Regions from separate parts of the Zea mays genome. Here region 1 is linked to region 2. The links are chromatin contacts, called in public Hi-C maps. All regions are on one chromosome and are shown on one strand. The core of a region is the stretch at or near the end of the contact, and the rest is flanking DNA. Distances in the headings are between cores, read along the strand shown. Region 1 holds the start of LOC103631945 (glutaredoxin-C9). Region 2 has its middle 81 kb from the start of LOC103631943.

Region 1 (2,700 bases), core at 154-2,653, 140 kb before region 2:
ACAACACTTGATGAGCGAATTACTATGGTCATTAGTGCAGCCCCAACATGCATAAAGCTAGAAACCATGGATAGCTTGTATGTTTATTATAGTATTATGTATTTTTTTATGTCTAACAGTCTAACACCGCCAGCTCATCAAAAGCCGTACGTACGTCTTGCTCTAGTTCGAACGATCCCGTTTTGGCTGGTTGCGTTGCGTTGCGTCCCCGTACGTCGTTGATGTCTCGACGACGTACGTACGTACGTACGCTTTTACAAGGCTGCTGACTGGCCCCCGGCTGCTGCTCTGTGACCTCAGCCGGGGGCATCGCCGGCCGCCGCCCTCCTCGATCTGCCTGCACCGGCCGGGGCACCGTACGTCCACGTCCGGTTAAGATCGATGATATCCATGGATCGGAGTGCAATAATCGATGCACCATCATATATCGGCGACGTCGTGCGCTGCTGCATTAATTGCAGCAGGCGATTGCAGCATTACTCGATCTCTCTCATGCATGGGCACGGAACAGAACAAGAGCTAGCTAGCTTAGTAGAGGTTACATTAAAACGCAAGCTAAGGTAGTAAGTGAGTAACTAACTAAGGTCTAAGGGGCAGCGATCGATCGCATGCACGGAGATGGACACCCACACACACACACTGTTGCAGTGGCCGATCGACGACGACGACGGCGGCGGCGCGATCAGAGCCAGAGCGCGCCGGCCTGCTTGAGGAGCGGGACGAGGGTGCCGTTGATGTGGCACGCCATGACCTTCTCGACGCCGCCGAGGAGGCGTCCGCCCACGAAGACGACGGGCAGGGGCGGCTGGCCCGGCGGCAGCAGCTGCGCCAGCGCCGCCTGGATCTCCCTGCCCCCGCCGCCGCCGGCGGCCATCTGGTCGAGCTCGTACACGGTGGGGCCGACGCCGAGGCCCAGCAGCAGGCGCTTGACGACGTGGCACATGCAGCAGCCGCTGGCGCTGAACACCACCACCGCGTTCCCGCCCGCCATGCGCGCCACCCGCTCGTACACCGCCAGCGCCGACGCCGAGTGCGGCGCCGCGGCCACCATCGTCGTCGTCGTCGGCGCGGCATCCGCCCCGGATGCCGCCGCCGCGTCCGCCACCACGCCGCCGCTCACTCCCGACTCCTGCTGCTGCTGCTGCACCTCCATCCGCAGCATCTTCGTTCTTCTTCTTCTTGGAGGCTTTGGACTGTCGTCGCTCGCCTGCCTTGTTGGTCGTGCGTGGACTAGCTAGGGACTGGTTTCTTCGGTCGTGGAATGTTCCGGCCGGTGATGAGGTGTGTCGTTGGCACGGCGAAGGCCGGGGGGGCAATGGGCATGCAGTGGGAGGAAGACGGGCCGGGGGTGCGCTTTTATAGGCCGCCTGGGCCGGCATGGGTAGGATCGGAGCCGAGGAGGGTGTAGCTTGTATGCATCTGGTCGAGAGATGCTCGCTGCCTGCTGCTGCGTGGAGTGGAGTAGTGCCTGGGACGTCGAGGAGGACTCGTAGTACCGTAGCTACTGCTACAGGAACAGAACAGGACTAGCTAGGACCGGGAATGGAATGGCGAGAGGTGGTGGCCTGGCCCTCCTGCTCTGCTGGTTCCTGGTTGGGGGATCCGTTCCGGGTCAAAGCTAGGCGCGACATGGATCGCTTTTTCGCAGAGGCTGTGTCCCGCGCCCGGGGTGACCGACCTCTCTCTCTCTCTATCTATCTATATCTACTTCTCTCTACCCAGTAGTACAGTACAGTACCCACCCGGCACCCCCCGCATCCGCAACGAACAAGGGCGGCAGGCCAGGCCGCAGGGACAGACCAGGGTACGCAACGCACTCCTACGGTTGCATTGCATGCACTAGTACGACGCCTGCCTCATGCACCAGCACCACCACGCAGCGGCGGCAGGGGCAGAGCGAGGAGGGCAAACGCAAGGACGGGGCTCGTTAAAGTGACTGTTGCAAGCGCAACTGGGCGCCAGCCAGCAGTGGCTTTTTTCGCGTGGGGTGAGCTAGGCCGATGAGGATCAGACGGACCTGACCATCTATCTATCTATCAGTCAGTCAGGCATGCACACCCCATCAGGCCATCAGAGAGAGAGAGAGAGATGGGAAAAAGGCCGCCGGGCAGTGCTCTGCTGGCGTTGGCGTTTGTTGCCATATGACCATGGGTATATATGTACATACACTTCGTTGGCCGTATCGTGGGAGTCTAGAGGAGAGAGGAGACGAGATACGTCAGTGATTCGTGGTGGTTCGGCCGCCGACACGGAGCCGACAACGCCACGTCCCGCGAATTCGTCAGCCGCCACGCCAGTCGCCAGGACACACAGCGGCCAGGCGCGGAACACACACACACAGCACAGCCGCCCCTCTGTCCGCCCGCGACCGCGACACCCAGCTCGCCCGCCGCCGCCGCCCGCCCGCCCGCCCCGGCCTCGACCACCTCGAGCCAGACTGCCAGAGAGCCTGCGCGGGACAAAGGCCATATGGCATGTCCCGGCCGCGCGGCGTGCGTGACCACGTACGGCCCGGTGCGTGTGCGCACAGCATAGCATTAGCATGCACGCGTACGGGATCCAGTGCGCCGCGCACTACTACTCCCCCTTGCTTTCTCATTGCTTTGTGGTAGATCGAGGTCGAGGACGACGACGTACGTGGACCACCACCTACCTACCCTGAACCCTGATCGTCGATCGACGTACCTGATCGACCTGACC
Region 2 (2,917 bases), core at 140-2,639:
GAAGCTATAGGACTTGGTGATCGAGCAGTCGAGGACTGAAGGTGACTTGTCTAGAGATCATAGAGGGAGTGTAGAGTATCGTTGAGGGGTTTGATGGTTTGTGCCTCTGAAGGGACTGTGATGCCTAAAAGGGGGTGAATTAGGCAATCTATTTCACAAACTAAGGCCCCTAATTTCTCCTAGACAAACATAAGCAACAAATAATCTATCCATGTACAACTATGATTTTGACTATAAGTGAGTTGCTATCTCTACCACAAAGAGTTATGCAATCTAGGTCTCAAAACTATCAACTAAACTAGGTAGATAAAACACACAACTAAGGTACACAATATAAATACAGAAACTAAAAGGCGATAAAGACACAAACTCCATCTAATAATTTCAATACTTTTATCGAGGTATCGAGAGGAACACAACTTCTTCCTAGTCCTCATTGGAGCCCCTCGCAAGGATGCCCACACAAGGGCCGAACTCCCGATCAGGTAACTCCATGGATAGCCCCGAAACTTTTCCACACACAAGTGAGTCTCCAGAATATACTCTCCTAAACTGTTTCTCATTGTCTTCACTATCAAGTTTCTAGCAAAAATATCGTGGACGTAGTTATCTCTAGTACATAGTGTCAACCACACCACAAAACATAGTTGGTGTGATCTCACAAGAGTACAAGCTTCTTAGGTACAATTATAATGGAGTGTGCAAGCACCAAGGGATAAGAGGTATTTTAACATGGCTCAAACATTTAGCCTAAACCCTAAAGAAAACGCTATATAATTGTCAAACTAATCTAAACACTTCACTAAACACCTAGCCTACTCACCAAGTGATTCTTTGAGCACTTGGATGTCTAGAACTACTGAAACTGAGCATAAACTCTCTTGATGCATTTGATATCTCCCACTCCACTCAAATGGCTAGCTAGGGTCCTATAGCCCTCAAGGAGAGATATAACCGTTGGAACTTCACGAACCATCTCTGTGTCGTGCGGCCTAGGTAGCACTTAGTGTCCTATAGTAATTTTAGCATAGTCATACAAAGAAAGTTCACGGTTACAAGATGCACGCGTATAACAGTAGGCTGCACATACCCATCAGACCATCACCCACACGCACGACACACAACAACCCACATGTTTGCAATTTGCACATCCTCTGTGTGGCGGCTCTATTCATTCGCATTATGGACATCTCTAGTACATCTTCTCAATCTATAATTCAGCCCATTTTTTTTATCTATTTCTGCATCCATCACTAGACTGCATATACATTATTCAGAGTGTCAAACTGCACATTTAATTATTTGGTCGCACGTTACTATTGAGAGTGATGCACCGTCGCTGCTGCATGTGCTGCACAGTGCGTGGTTGCACACTTGCACTCACTGCTCCATGCCGGCCACACTGCGTATCGGGCTCTCGGCAATCGGCACACGTCGCAGTTGGAGTTGACTCGATCTGGATGGGGCTCATGCACTGGGCACTCGCACTGCCATCATGCATGCACGCCCCGGCCCACTCTGTATATAATTTCCCTCTTCCCTCTCATGAAACCTGTGCTCCAATTATGTTCTCTATACCTCTTCTCTATATCTATTTTTTACAGGTTTCTCTAAGAACCCGTTTGTTTCGTTAGAATTAAATTCTATTCTAATAATTATAATTTAAATAAAACTAATTGAGTTAATATATTTATTTATGTAATATATTTGTATGTTATCATAAATTATATCAGATAGATAGTTATACACTACATTTATGTTATAGAGAAACAAGTAGAAGAATGTTTTATAAATTGTACATTAGAAAAGTAGCATGTAAATCTATAGAATTAATTTTCATCTCTCACACCATGAATTTGAGATATACTTATATATACATTTTGGAAAGTTGTGGAATATCACATATACTGAAAAAAAATAGCCTACTCTATTAGTTAAATTCCAATTCCTCAAAATGAAGGGAAACAAATGAGCCCTAAAAAATTGTCTCCTCTATATCTCATCACTCTTCAACAACGTTCTCTATATTTCGCGTATTTTTTATACCCTCAAATGTCTTGTACATATTTTAATCTTGCTTCATCGATCCATTGTTTAGAGTATAAAAAATAAGTATATGAGAGGAGGGAGACTCTATATGGAGAGAATGGAGAAGTGCCCTCTAAGAGAAGGTTTTAGAGGACACAATTAAAGACTATAGAGAATGAAATTTTCTTAAAACAGAGGAGGGTTTAGAGTCTCTAGTAGGAAGTCTAGCCCACACAATCATATCAACGTCTATCTCCCACTCCCGGCAAATCCATAATAATACATCATGAATATATATACCAACGTCGTCAACAGTCACATGCGATAACCTTTTCGGTCGCTTGCAGGGCACGCACCCTCATCTTGCTCATACTGTCATATATGGTCTATGCATATATACCTTCCCTACTGTTTACGCTAAGAAATTAAAGAGTATATATGCACAGAGAAAAACAAACCAGATAGAGGAGGAGATTAAACGAATCCGTGCATGATGGCACACATGAAGTTAGATAAGGCCAACCGATCCAACTGAATATATTCTAAGACTTGCTAGCCGGTTCACATATGCATCATGCATGCATGACCAGATGCCCCGTTAATTTGTTGCTTGATGCTAGTAGTAATAACAGTGAGCTCCGACCAATGCAAGTCAGTCTACACCGACAGCTATAGCTGGATTACTGCATGTACTCTATCTATAGACAGAATCTTTAATTTGTTCCAATTTACACCGGCAGGCCGGAGTATGTATAACCATGGATGCATCATGTTTAGGCGACATACTCCTCATCTGTATTGTAATAATATCATATAATACACTTGGTCATCGGTGCGTGGTGCTTAAAGGAACATAGGACCTGATATAAGACAAGGTCCGATCTTCAGT

What was found. Hi-C and Micro-C count contacts between places; a contact is called where the count stands out from the background.
Region 1: a contact with region 2 is called in a Hi-C map of tassel, with 2.0 times the contacts expected there. The contact joins the promoter of LOC103631945 here to the enhancer-like site in region 2. A contact is called at or near these places in 4 of 25 Hi-C or Micro-C datasets (bundle sheath, endosperm, leaf and 1 more).

What each region holds. Positions count from the first base shown.
Region 1 is chr7:5,565,546-5,568,245 of Zm-B73-REFERENCE-NAM-5.0, reverse strand. LOC103631945 (glutaredoxin-C9) reads right to left here and starts at 1,403. Exons shown (of 1, transcript XM_008653797.3): 1 at 436-1,403. The coding sequence starts at 1,162. The coding sequence ends at 683.
Region 2 is chr7:5,420,458-5,423,374 of Zm-B73-REFERENCE-NAM-5.0, reverse strand. No RefSeq gene overlaps it. Among protein-coding and RNA genes, the nearest start is that of LOC103631943, 81 kb to the left of the region's middle. Within about 2 kb of position 1,389, at least 9 of the 20 cell types and tissues checked have an H3K27ac peak or open chromatin away from gene starts, as enhancers often do. A contact at or near this core is called in leaf and tassel, where this site is marked.